2 separate regions of the Mus musculus genome follow, and region 2 is linked to region 1. A link is a contact called in public promoter capture Hi-C data. All regions are on one chromosome and are shown on one strand. The core of a region is the stretch at or near the end of the contact, and the rest is flanking DNA. Distances in the headings are between cores, read along the strand shown. Region 1 holds the start of D030047H15Rik (RIKEN cDNA D030047H15 gene). Region 2 holds the start of Prkcg (protein kinase C, gamma).

Region 1 (6,627 bases), core at 494-2,993:
CTTTCGAGTACCTATTTGTTGTGGGATTTAGAGTGGAGTGTGGGCTGGTGCTGGTCTGGAGGCCCAGGGAACAGGTTCTCTAAATATGCTGCCCAGAGACTGTGAATCACCAGCTATGTGAAAATAATAATAAACAAAACAAATAAACAAACATAAATATGCTTACATGTGAGAGGATAAAAACTGCATCTCTTATCCTGGTAATCCTTTGAGGGACCAGCTTCCAGAAAGAAATAAACAAGCAACCCCTGGCTCAGTTAAACGCTGGAGACAAAACTAATCTGCCACAGTGGGACTCTTCCCAAAGACCAGCAGCTCTGTAGGGGAGATGGCAGAGCAGGGTCCTCAAGTGACTACAGAAGCACCAGGGGTATCCCTGGTTCTTGCACAATGCTGGTTTGGATTCCTATGGGTCCTAGTCCTGGCACCTCAGTGTTAATGTAAGCAAGTTATTTGACTCACTGAACCTCTTTTTTTGGTTTTTCAAGACAGGGTTTCTCTGTGTAGCCCTGGCTGTCCTGGAACTCACTCTGTAGACAAGGCTGGCCTCGAACTCAGAAACCCACCTGCCTCTTCCTCCCAAGTGCTGGGATTAAAGGCGTGGGCCACCACTGCCCAGTTTTTTTTTTTTTTTTTTTGTTGTTGTTGTTGTTGTTTTGGTTTGGTTTAGTTTGGTTTGGCTTTTTGTTTTGTTTTTTTGAACCTCAGTTGTGTGGTAAAGCAAATGGGCATCATAAACCCAATAAACAGCTCTTGACAGGATGGGTAAAAAAGCAAGACAAATGCAACATGATGCTCTGGGTTACGCTATGGCGCACCGGAAACATTAGTGAGAAAAAGCGCCCACATCTGCGGCTTAGTTCAGAATATTAGAGCAATGTCAATTTCTTACTTTTAACAAATGAATTTGAGGTGTGGAATCTAGCAATAGGGGAAACTGGGCATAGTGTGCCCAATTCCTGTATTACTTTTGTAATTTCTGTAAACTTAAAATTTATTCTAAAATAAAAGTTCATTATAAAAAAGAGATGGGAAGAAACCTACCAAGCTAACACTAGCAAATGATACAGAGTTATCCAAGTGTTGTTTAATTACCAAAAGTTGCTTGTACAATGTGAGACTGGAAACTGGTCAATTGATGAACAATAATTGATAAGAAGGTAGTCTTATCAATTATTTTAACGGGAGATCCCAAGTTGGGCTGCATAATTCAATCACTCCTACTGTAAACAGTGAGCTTTAAGTGGCGGCCCACACCTTAATCCCATTAAGAGGGAGGCGGGTTTCTGAGTTCCAGGGCCATCCTGATCCTAAAAGATACAGTTCTGCTAGCTGCCACTCCGAGCAGATCTCACCATCCCAACACCCTACAAGGTACCTTTCCAGCGTCACAGTCCAGTGGCTACTCCCATTCCTCAAGCGACGCGTTTCCCGCTTCCTTTGGTTCGCACTCGCTGTTCCCTACGCCAGGTGCGCCTTTCCAATTTTACTCACTAAATAAACCTTCCAAGGGAGGATTCACCTTATCCCATTTCCCTCCACCCGCTTATATATTCATTTATTTTAAATCGTCCTAGCGCAGTGCGCAGCCTCACAACTCCTGTCCCTATGCGTTACATCTGAGAGACTATTGACTGCTGAGTCAAAACTAAGCTGTTGTGAGCGCGCACGAGAGGCTGGGAGGTACTTGTCCCCACGGGGCCACCGTCTAGGGCCAGCTTCCGGCTTGCTGACAAACGCCAACACGCGACTGCGTTCGCGAGACGTGTGGTGGGCGGTTCAAGCCGAGCGGTGACGTCTATTGGCTGTGCGCGACACAGGGCGGGGACAGACGTCCGGGTAACGTCATCACGCCACGGTCAGGACGTTCGAGCCCCAGACTAGAGCCAGCCGGTGACTGAGCGCTGTCTTGGTTGTCTTGAAGCTGCCTTGGACCGCCGGTAACGAGTCCCGGGAGCGAGCGGTCCTAGTGAGTGTGGGTAGTAGTGGGAGGCCTGGCGGGCGAGCACAGGGACGCCTTCGGGCTCCGCGCTCCGCGAGCCCTGGCCTGTTTGGTAAGGCCAACCGACGCCGCGCCCTGCGTCTTTGAAGGGTGTGGCCGCCGGAGCGCCTCTGCGCATGCGCGCCGGGTGTACGCTGGGGGGGGGAGGGGGCGGCTCCCCTACGTGCGCGTGCGCGTCCGCGTCCGCTCTGCTACTGGCCCTGGGAACCCTGCGGTCCCTAGTGCCCTAGACGCACCCCTTGCGGGCTCCATTGACCCGCTGTTACGCTGGCCTTCCTGTTGCCTAGGGCAACCCAGAGAGGCCACCCTCGCAGCGTGGTGCGCAAGCGCGGCCCGGCCGGTGGCTGGTCGCGGGGGACAAGGGAGGTCGCTTGTGTTCAGGGCGGCCTCAACCTCCACCTAGCGTCGTGGACTCCATGCCTGCGGGACAGCCAGGTGCTTCTGAGCTTACAGTCCGTGTTGTTCTCGTCTGTAAATCAGACCCCTTACTCCTAATACCAGTTACGAACACGAGGCTCTCTTTTGTGCATCCCTAGTTAGGACCCCTTGATACCACCCAACGGATTGGGTTTTTTAAAGGCCTTTGAGACCTGTCAGTGCCCCTTAGGCTTCCTATAAGGGTTTCAGTTTCTCCAATAGGCTTCTTTTCTGTAAATCCTGTTGTTTGGACCGCTCCAGCCCTGTTGGCACGGTGCTCAACCCATCCTATTTCTTATGGTACTATCCACCCCACCCCTAATAGTTTAAGAATGTTGTGGGCCTCTGTTATCTGCAGACACCTTACTTGAGTAATTGCCACTTGTTTGCTCCCAAACCAACTCCCACTCCTAGGAACATCCCATACAAGTCTGGAGACTGTAATTGATCTGAGTCTGGTAGGTGCTGCCAGGCAGTGACTTCACAGGAAGGAGTCTCCTGCACCTTCACCTGGCTGCTCAGCGGGATATCCATACTTTACCTTTTTCTTTGAAAACTTTGCTCTATTCTCCAGTGTTCTCCCAGTCTCAATTCCTTCCTCCTCAGAGTATCCCCAAAGGCTTCCCTCTCCCCAAACTTCTTTGTAGCTAGTACTTCAGTCACTGGAGAGCCTTCCTCTTGCTGTAGTAGAAGTATCTTTAGATTTCCTATCCAGGACTGAGGTTTCTGCATCCACCACTTGAGTCAGGTCTCCCTCACAGCCACACTCGTAATGCAAGTCTCAGCTTCTTTGTCTTTCATTTTCATATCCTACAGGCTAGTCTCGGCCTCCAAGGGAGGTGTTTCCTTTCATGCTCAGGTCTCTTCACTCCACACTAGGAACTGATTCTGATTCTTTAAGCTGTTTGTTTTTGAGACAGGACTGTAACTTGTAGCCCAGATGGGTATTGGAACTCCCAAAAGATTGCTGGCATTATGGTCATGAGCCACCACACTTGCTTTCCTTTCCATTCTTTGCCAGTGTTCCCTTCTATGAGATACCCTCTCTTTCTAGCCTATCTTCTCTTGGGGCTAATTGATCTCTTTTCTTATAGACATTTAAAAAGCAGCCTGGCTCCCGAGGTCTATTCCCTACACCCCAAGGTCCAGATGGCGGCCAACGTGGGTGATCAGCGTGCTGCAGACTGGTTAGTAGGGCTAAGGGAACACAGCCCATTGCAAGAGGAACAAGACACAACGGGTCCTTGCACAGCTTGGGGGAAAAATGCTCATTGTGGGGGCTAGGATGGAGGGGCAAGCTTCCCCTTTGAGCTTTCCTTTAATGTATGTGAGCTTATGTGGGTGTGAGTGAGTGTGTGTCACCCATGTTCGTCAAGGTCAGAAGAAGCCTCAGATCCCTTGGAGCTGGAGTTAGAGGTGGCTCTGAGCCATCCGACATGGGTGCTGGGAACAGAGCTTAGTGATATCTGCAAGACTGCTAAATGTTCTTAAGCACTGAGCCACCTCTCCAGCCCCCTCTTAATATCTTTCTGATCCTTCCCTTTTCTTTTTTTAAATTTTTTTTTCATTGTTGGCCATGTCAGAATTCACTGGCTTGTAAAAAACCTGAGTTCTCCTAAAGTCGTAGGTCATGTATAGAATTATGTACATACTGGTTAGCTTTCTGTTTGCTTGGCACATGCTATGTGCCACCTTCAGCTTGGGCTGTGGTGAGTAGGGAGTTTAGCTCTAGAATGCAAGCCTTGGGTTTACTTTTCCCCAACTTTGTCTACCTGTGTATAGATAGGGGAGACCATAACTGTGCTTCGTTGTTGCAGGTCTTCTCAGTACAGCATGGTGACTGGGAACAGCAGAGAAAATGGCATGGAGACTCCTATGCACGAGAACCCAGAGTGGGAGAAGGCCCGCCAGGCCCTGGCCAGCATCAGCAAAGCAGGGGCTACCAGCAGTTCCAAAGCCAGCAGCAGTGGTCCTGTGGCCAGTGCACAAGTGAGAATGGCATGGAGGATTTGGGAACTACAGTGCTGGGCTGGGGCCGTTGCCGAGAGAAGGGTGGGAAGGATGCTGGCTTCCATAGAGGGGAGTGCCATAGGGGGGCTGTAAGCATGTTTTCCTGTTAACTAAATGTAATGAAGGGGGAAAGTTAACTCCTTTGGGTCAACCTGGGCCTGAGTGATCTTAAGGATGATCGTCCCCATCTTTTAAGATGTCTAGTCTTACTGTACAGAGTCTGCACCCTTCTGCAGTTGCTCTGCAGTGAAGGCCTACCCTCTTGGTAGTGTAGTGCCCATGGGCTCCTGTGGCTGGTACTGATGGACACTCCTTTTTCTGCAGTACGTCTCTCAGGCAGAAGCCTCTGCTTTGCAGCAGCAGCAGCAACAATACTACCAGTGGTACCAGCAGTACAACTATGCCTATCCGTATAGCTACTACTACCCCATGGTGAGGACCTGGCTGCAGGGTGGGAGCCTTCTGTCAGGGTGGGCAAATGGTTGGTTGGGGTGAAGACAGACAGCAGCCCCTGACAAAACTGCCAGATTCCTGCTTAGGTCTCATAAGATCTGGCATATCCATTCTGGTCCTTTCCACTGTTGATGCTGACATTTCCACTGCCTCCAGACCCCAGGACATTAGCATGTCCTAGTCCCCTATGCTTTGCTCTCTGCAGCTCACTTCAAGGTTCCTTGCTGCCCAGCGAACACCTTCAAGAGAGCCTCCCATTGCCTTTTAAGTCGTCATCCTGCTTTTCCTTTTCTCTTCCTTGTATTCGTTCATGGTACTTACTGGAGTACATTACCTACTTACCCCATAGCTGTGTGTAGACTTTATTAAAATCTGGGTTTTTGCTTTTCTTTTTGAGTCACGGTTCTCTATATAGCCCAAGTTGACTTTAGGCTTCTCTTCTGCCTCAGTTGCCTGAATGTACACCACCACAACTAGCTTGTCTTTTTTGTTTGTTTGTTTGTGTTGTTGTTGTTTGGGAGGTGTTGTTGATTTTTTAAGACAATGTTTCACTATGTAGTTCTGGTTGGCTTGGAACTCACTGTATAGATCAGGCTTATTCAAAATTCCACAGAAATCTACCTGCCTCTGCCCCATGCCCAAGTCCTGTGATTAAAGGGATGAGCTGTTGCCCCTATCACTTTATCATAGCATTTAAAAGTGTTGGCACTTAGTGTTTCTCACTACCTATTAAGAAGAACTCTGGGTATGATATAAGTGGAATGAAGAGATTTTTGTTTGTGATTACTACTTTTTCTTTCATTCATTCATTCATTTATGAGAATACATGATTACTTCATTGTGTGGTGGAAAAAAGGGCCTGGGGCCCAAAGCCTCTGGAGTTGTACACAGTTCCAAGGGAGGCCAAAGGCATGATGAGCAGCCTCCACTAACTCTGGCTCCCCCTGTGCCTTGGCAGAGCATGTACCAGAGCTATGGCTCCCCCTCCCAGTATGGGATGGCCAGCTCCTACGGCTCAGCTACAGCCCAGCAGCCATCGGCTCCCCAGCACCAAGGGACTCTGAACCAGGTAATGCTGTGCCTCGCTGCTCCTGGTCAGCTGGGAGAGAGCCTGGGTCTCGAGAGGACTTAGAACCATTAGTCTGCATGATTTCAAAGCTGCCCCCTCCCTTCCTCTTTGTTCTTTCTTGCCAAGAGGCTCCTAATTTAAAAGCTTAGCTTTTAAAAGTAGGATGAATGGGCTTGAGGCTGGGCAAGGCCAGGGGGCTGTAGTACTGGGAAGATAGTGGGGATAGTTTGTAGTTTGGCGGTCTGTCTTCTCCCTTTTCCTCCAGCATGTGCACTCAGCCTGTATTCAGGAGGAAGTCCTCCCCTGCTTCCTCCCCCTCCCCCCCCCCCACATACACATACACAGCAGATGGTGCATGCACACCTGTACCTACCCAACGTGCTGCCTTTGCATCTGGCACAGCCTAGAGGAGTGGAAGAGCCCAGATCGTGGGAAGTACATTGACCTAGGTTTGAATCCGTGCTTTGCCTCTTCTGTGGACCTCTTGAGTCACATGACTACCATACCTTGGTGGCTCTTAAGAATCGAGAGGATGCAATCTTCTCATAGGGATTGGGCAGATGTGTTGTCCTGTGTGTTGATGTGCTCAAGAGAGGGAACCTTAGTAGATGTGTCATCAGTGTGGTAGAGTCACAACCCAGTGTTGGCATTGCTGGTAGCTGCTCCTTGACAGCTG
Region 2 (6,992 bases), core at 1,693-4,192, 830 kb before region 1:
TTTCTGACTTTAAGGCTAGCCTGGTAGTGAGTTCCAGGACAGCCAGGGCTACACAGAGAAACCCTGCCTCGAAAAAAACAAACAAACAAAAAACCCTGATATCCTTTGGCCTCCATGATCACACACATAAAGAAATTTCAGGATCATACAATCTCTTTTTGCACCTGTGCCCACACAAAGGTAACTTGGAAAACATTTGGAATAAGTTTGGAAGTGAATGAAAAGTAAATAAAAGGAAAGGACTGCTCTTAGGTATAGTGGAGGAGGAGAAGGTTTATTGTTGATAAAAGGGAGGCATAGCCAGAGGCAGGGACATCTAGGAGAGTCCAAAGTGACTCTGAGGTGGGCCATGTAAGGAGAGCGGGGAAGCTAGGAGACCAAGAGGCCAGGACAAAAAGGGCCTGGTAACCAAAATGGCTGGGATATAGAGGGGAGAGCAACTGGTGGAAGGGCAGGCAGCCCAGCTCCTGAACTGAAGGAGTTTAAGGTAGGGGGTTGAGATATACCAGCCGTATTCTGTAACTGGTCGTGACTGAGGGATGCTGGGAGAGCTCTGCTTTGATATGTTAAATAGGCACCTCAGTTAACCATTTGCCCCAGGTTTGAGACCTAACAGGAAGTACATGGGAGAAGAGCCAGTGAGGACACACACTTTGGGGTGAGAAGTCTTTATTTCTTCAGTGCTTACCAAGACGTATCTACACCAATTCCTCTTCTCAAGAGGCCATCGCATCCACTCCTTCCCGTCCTGGTTCAAGAATACCTTCTGGAAGACACCAGAAAGAATAGCTAGAGGGTTGTGTGGATCAGTTGGTAGAGTGCTTGCCGAGCAAACACAAGGTCCCAGGGGCAATCTCCAGTATCTGAACACTTCCCTACCCCACGGGTGATGATAGATGCCTATAAACCCAGTTCTTGGGAGGTAAAGGCAGGAAGCTCAGATGTTGGTTATCTTTGATTACCTAGCAAGTTTGAAGCCAGACAGGAAATACACAAAGATTTACTTACTTACTTACTTATTTATTTATTTATTTATTTATTTATTTATCAGACAGATACCGTGTAGCTCTGGCTGGTCTGGAACTTGCTATGTAGATCAGGCTGGCATCAAACTCACAGAGGTCCTCCTGCTTCTGCCTGGGATTAAAAGTGTTCAAGCCCTTATTTAAACAACAACAACAACAACAAAATAGAACTGTAGCGTCCAGTGATCTGCTGCTTTAACTCGGGAAAGCAACAGAGGAAGAAGCTGTACCCCCAGTGCCCTTCACCCGTTGCCCCAGAAAACCACAGACATCAATAAATAGGCTTGCAGGTTGGTCAGAGAACTCTGTGTTCAGAAGGGTGCTTGAGGACTGACTCTAATTCCTTCACCTCCCCTGCACCTTCTGGAATTCCGACTCCACTGCGACCTCAGCAAAACCGCAAAAACGACGTGTTGCTGAACCGACACCCGCGCCACCGCAGCCGCCGGCATTGCACGCCGGGAGTAGTTTTCCTTTGCGTCCCAAGAATAGCGTACACGAGGGCCCCAACTATAAGTCCCAGAGTGCACTGAGCTCGACAGCCTCTGGCGGGCCAGGATTCCCTAGAACGGCTTCCTGCCAGAATGGATCCGTAGGAAGACTGGAACCTCAAGAAAGGCGCATCGTGGGGCGTGACCTGGGGAAGAACTCAGGGGAGGAGAGACCTGGGCGTGTGCATAGGAAATCCCAGGGTGACACTGAGTTGGGAGAACCACTCAGGTGGAGAGTCACAGGGAAACACGAGAGACACCCAAGACAGAGCATAGGGAGATCCAGAGTCAAGAAATACACTCTGCTATAGTCATAGGGAGATACGGAGGGGACAGGCCCTCAGAGATGGAGAGTTACAGGGAGACGTGGATAAAGGAGAGACCTCCAGGGCTGGAAAGCCATAGACAGAGTGGGGAGAATCCCAGAGACGGAGTCTCGGGGAGGCAAAGGAGGGAGAGACGACAAAGAGGAGAGTCGAGATTCCCCCGAAGACAGTCCCAAGGAGACACCGAAAAGGGTCAATATCCCCCCAGAGACAGTCACAGGGAAAGAAGGAGAGACCACTAGAGCCAGAGTCACATGGAACAGGGGGGGGACCGCAGAGATAAAGAGGATCACAGGGCCAAAAGGAAAAACCCTGAATGGGTCAGAGAAAAGGACAGAAGGGAAAGGCAACTACTCAGAGAAAGCGCCTTCTAGCGACAGGAAAGGAGAAATACAGAAGCAGGGAGTGACGGACATCGGGAATTTAACTAGGGAATTTAACTAGCTGAATTTAACTAGCAAAGGTGAACACAGATTAGCGAAGATCGGGAAAGGCAGGACAATGGAAATGAAAACATTTTCAGTACACCATGTGGTGCATGAGGAGAGACGTGAGCAGGAAAAAGAGAGAAGCAGAGAGGGAGAAATGGAGAGAGTAAACAGGAAAGAAGAGAGGAAAAGAGAGAAAAGAGTGAGAAGGCAGAGAGAAAAGAAACACACCCAGAGGGAGGCATAGCACCAAGCCCAGAGGCTCTAAGAGCGATAAAGAGCCTGAAGCATCACGAGGAATGAGACACTAGCCTCCGTGTCTATCAGAAAGTCCTCAGCACTAAAGACAAAGTTTCTTGATTAAAAGATTAATATGCCCAGAGACACACGGGTCTACCCCAGATTCTAGATCCTGACAAAACCTACTCATGCGGCTGAGTGGGGGAGGAAGATGGGTGTGGGGGCCAAGATGACTGACTGACTGGGAGAAAGGGGGTGGACAAGGCTCGGAGGACGTCCCCTCCTTGCATAGAGCCTGCGGAATGGAAGTGTGCATGTGGAGAGGAGGGAGGGGCATCTGTCCCGGGCGGGGGGGGGGGGCTTTAAACTGAAACCCCGCCCCTTGGTCGTCATGGCAACGCCTTCCCCCACCCCCGACTTCTACATTTCAGCAGGTGCTGAGAGCGAAGCTCCCGCCGCCGCCCGTGCCTGCGGCTCCTTGATGCCCCAGCCTTCAGCTCTGACCCCACCCGCTTTCTCCCCGGTCGGTGCTGCCCGTGCCGGGGTGTTGCTTTCTGCCGTGTGCTGTGCACCGTTAGGTGCCTTGCCCCTGTCCTTCCTATCTCAGAGTCTGCGGAGTCCTCCTACCGCCGTCCACCTGTTTCCTCGGAAAAAGGGCCAGCTCGTGATCCCTTCTGCGTTCCTGGGGCCATGGCGGGTCTGGGCCCTGGCGGAGGCGACTCAGAGGGGGGACCCCGACCCCTGTTTTGCAGAAAGGGGGCGCTGAGGCAGAAGGTGGTCCACGAGGTGAAGAGCCACAAGTTCACCGCTCGTTTCTTCAAGCAGCCAACCTTCTGCAGTCACTGTACCGACTTCATCTGGTGAGGGAAGCGGGCTAGGGGAGAGGGCTGGAAAAGGAGGGGACTTGGGAACAGTCATGTCACACTGGTCCCCAAGCGACTGAGCAGAGAGGGGCTGCAGCTCCCACTCCTGGGCTTAATGGCAGGGGGTGGAAGTCTGGGTTCCTGGGTCTGAGGGAGGAAGAGCCAGGCTGGATTCTAGGGTCCAAGGGAAAGGGAGCTGGGACTAGAAATTTTGGGTTCTCGGAGAAGGCAACTAGGACTCAGACATCTGGGTGAAATTGGGAAACTGCAAACCTATGTCTTGCAAGGTGGGAGGGCCCGGGTACCCCTCTTTGCACTGACCTTAGATCCTTGACTCTTCCAGGGGCATTGGAAAGCAGGGCCTGCAATGTCAAGGTAAGAGCTGGGACCTGGACTTCTGGGACCCCTGAGGGTGGAGGCTGGGGCCTCACAGCTGAGGCGGCTGACACACGTGTTCTGTGGTCCCCAGAGAGGCGCGGGGGAGCCCTGGGCGGGGGGGTGTGGCAGAGACACACAGCCTGTGGTGGGGAGGAAACTCTGATGGCAGGGCCACCGCGGAGGTGGTGCTGGGGGCCCCTCCCTCGGCCGGTTCCAGGTGGGGACAGATATTTGGAGAATCTGTTTCCATGGGAACAGGGAGATTTGGAAAAGGGGAGCTGAAGGGGGGAGGGGTTCAGAGATGCAAAGTCAGAGCCCCCCCCCAGACTGCCGTTGCCATGACAACACCATTCATCCTAAAGCAGGGGCAGGCCGGGTGGGGTCACTAATGGGCGGGTGGGGGCCGGGCAAGGGGGGCGAATCCTAAAACACCAGCTGCCACTTGGCTAAGAACAGAGTGACTCAAGGTGGGAGGCGGGCCGAAGCAGCACCCCCAGACTCACTTCTGTTCAAGTTGCTGCTCTCTATGTCTCCCTTGTCTAAGGATATTTCTGTTTTTTCTCTTCAAAACCTGTCTTCCTCTTTCCTTGCTTTTCTCTCTCTCTCTCTCTCTCTCTCTCTCTCTCTCTCTCTCTCTCTCTCTCTCTCTCCTTTCTACTTTCTCTGTGTGTGTGTGTGTGTGTGTGTGTGTGCGCGCGCGCGTGCGCACCCAAGCATATTGGGGGGTTGTGTTACTTTGTGTTTCTCTGTCTCTTTTTGTCTTTCTTCAAGTCTGTCTCTTGGGGTTCTAGGTCCTGCTCTCTGTGCCTCTGTGTCTGTCTGTCTCCATACAGCTCTTGGTCTGGGTCTCTCCTCTGATTTTCTCTTCATTGGACTCTCTATGTGGGAATTCCTCTGTTGGTGGTTTTCTCTGAGCTGGAATTTCTGTCTCTAATTTTTCATCTATTGGGGGTCTCTCACTTGTCTCACCCTCCCTCTGTGTCTCTTGTATTCTCATCTTTAGTCTGTAGCTTTGTGGTTCACCGCCGATGCCACGAATTTGTGACCTTCGAGTGTCCAGGCGCTGGAAAGGGCCCCCAGACGGACGTGAGTGCCCAGACACCTGGTTCTTCCTCCTCAGGCCACGTCCCCGCCCTCACCCCCTCGGCGTCCGTCCCAATTTCTCTTGCTATTTTTAAGGCTGGGAGGGGAGGGGGGCTGGAGAGATAGAAAGAGCCCAGTCTGGCCCAGATTCCTTGCCCTTGGCCTGAAAAGGGGGACTGAGAAGGGGCCTGGGAGAGGCTGGGGACATAGGTGAGGGACAGAAAGGGACACAGGGGTTGAAGAGACCAAAAGTTATCACTGGATTCATGAGACTGACATCCAGGGAAGAGGAAATTAAAGAAAATTAGAATGTGGGGGGCAGAGAGAGAGAGAGACAGAGACAGACATAGACAGAGACAGAGAGAGATCACACCGGACAGAGGTGTAGGAAAAGAAATTCAAAGCTGGGTGTCACAGCACAAGCCTAGCACATCCTAGCACATGAGAGGTGGAGGCAGAAGGATCTAGAATTGAAGGCCAGCTTTGTCTGCATAGATAGTTCTGGGCAAACCTGAGCTACATAAGACCTATCTTAATCGGGGTGTGTGTGGAAAAGGAAGTGGCAGAGATAGAAGATGGTTAGATGTTTAGGGAGGCTTAGAGAGACCCCACAGTGAACAGACACTAGGCACTCACGCGCAAGAATGCATTCAGATCCACAACCACCTCACCCTGCCCCTCCCTCTGCATAGCAGGGGCTGTTGAGCAGTCAATTCTGGACACTGATTCCTTTCTCCTCCTTCACTTTAAACCCAGCCTCCGATTCTTCCTTGTAAAATGCATCTGTAATCTAGCAGTGACCAGTGGAACGAACTGCCCATGATAAGGGAGATGTTCTCTTTCTACGGTTGCCATCAGCAGCATGCAGCCAGCACGAAACAGGGATGCTTTGAGGAACAGAAATCTAAGCTTGGTTTTCCTCAGATTGATTTAAATTTGAACAGCTACATTGTTGAACCAGGTAGCATGAATCTAGACATTTCCAATCTTACCTTAGCAGTTCAGCAGAGATTGTTTCTTCCCAGAATTTGATACAAGAAAAGAAAGAGCTATACAATTCATAGATTCATAGGGAGGTGGCAATACGGAGGCTCAGGCAGTAGCACTGTGAGTTCGAGGCCAGTCTAGGCTAAATATGGAGACACTGTTTCAAAGAAGGCCCAGGAGGCACCTGGTAGATTGTCTGTTGAAGAAAACAGAATTTGCATACAGGGTGTGAATACATAGAGCACAAATTGAGTACCAGCCCTGGGATATGCTTATTGCCTGCCTGTGCACGTGCTTGCCTCTGACACTATCTGTGTTTTATGAGGTCCTGATTACATACATACTCATCAGCTCTTTTACACCCAGTGTAGGCTTGAATCTGGATAATTGCTCATGAGATTAGATTGGTCGCTTCTTTTTCTTCTCCTCCTTCTTCTTGTGTTCCCATCTGAGCAAAGACTTTTTTTTTTTTTTTTAGTTTTTCAAGACAGGGTTTCTCTGTATAGCCCTGGCTGTCCTGGAACTCACTCTGTAGACCAGGCTGGCCTCAAACTCAGAAATCCGCCTGCCCCTGCCTCCCAAGTGCTGGGATTAAAGGCATGTGCCACCACGCCCAGCTTGAGCAAAGACTCTTGAACTAAAACACATGATGTGAAAGCCAGTCCTCTCTAAATGAGGAATTATCTCTTGCAGTGCTTAGTTTTTCTCTTTTATTAAAAAATTTTAAATATATTTAAAAGTTTTCTCCGTTCCTTGGGAGATGTCAAAATTTCTTTCTTTCTTCCTTTCTTCCTTCCTTCCTTCCTTCCTTCCTTTCTTTCTTTCTTTCTTTCTTTCTTTCTTTCTTTCTTTCTTTCTTTCTTTCTTTCTTTTGAAGGTCTCATTTTTGTTGTTTTGTTTGAGACAGTGCCTCGCTATATAGATGGCCAGAACCCACTTTATAGAGTAGGCTGGCCTCATACAGATCTGCCTCTGTCCCCTGAGTGCTGGGATTAAAAGTGTGCACCACCATGCTCCTGTTTTTCTTTTTTCTCTCTCTCCCTCTCTTCCTTTTTTTGGTATTTTGTTTTGTTTTGCTTTTAGACTGGGTCTCTCTATTGCAGCCCAGCTGCCCTCAAACTCCTCATTGTACAGATAGATGACTTAGCCTCCCAAATTCTGAGATGACAGG

The links. Promoter capture Hi-C pulls out the DNA fragments that hold promoters and counts their contacts.
Region 2: a contact with region 1 is called in a promoter capture Hi-C map of pre-B cells, with 5 times the contacts expected there. The contact joins the promoter of Prkcg here to the promoter of D030047H15Rik in region 1. A contact is called at or near these places in 8 of 39 promoter capture datasets (the 3T3-L1 cell line, the HPC-7 cell line, cranial neural crest and 4 more), 5 of 484 Hi-C or Micro-C datasets (cardiomyocytes, cerebral cortex, cortical neurons and 2 more), 5 of 115 datasets of contacts at active chromatin or transcription factors (SST interneurons, astrocytes, bone marrow-derived macrophages and 2 more) and 3 of 9 other capture datasets (adipose tissue, liver and pancreatic islet).

Annotation. Positions count from the first base shown.
Region 1 is chr7:4,135,183-4,141,809 of GRCm38.p6, forward strand. D030047H15Rik (RIKEN cDNA D030047H15 gene) reads right to left here and starts at 1,744. Exons shown (of 3, transcript NR_033548.1): 1 at 1,379-1,744. It overlaps Leng8 (leukocyte receptor cluster (LRC) member 8), which reads left to right and starts at 2,298. Exons shown (of 16, transcript NM_001374609.1): 1 at 2,298-2,437; 2 at 3,514-3,606; 3 at 4,237-4,408; 4 at 4,754-4,861; 5 at 5,841-5,951. The coding sequence starts at 3,569. It overlaps Ttyh1 (tweety family member 1), which reads left to right. Exons shown (of 14, transcript NM_021324.6): 14 at 1-225.
Region 2 is chr7:3,300,590-3,307,581 of GRCm38.p6, forward strand. Prkcg (protein kinase C, gamma) reads left to right here and starts at 2,943. Exons shown (of 18, transcript NM_011102.4): 1 at 2,943-3,370; 2 at 3,717-3,748; 3 at 4,755-4,837. The coding sequence starts at 3,201.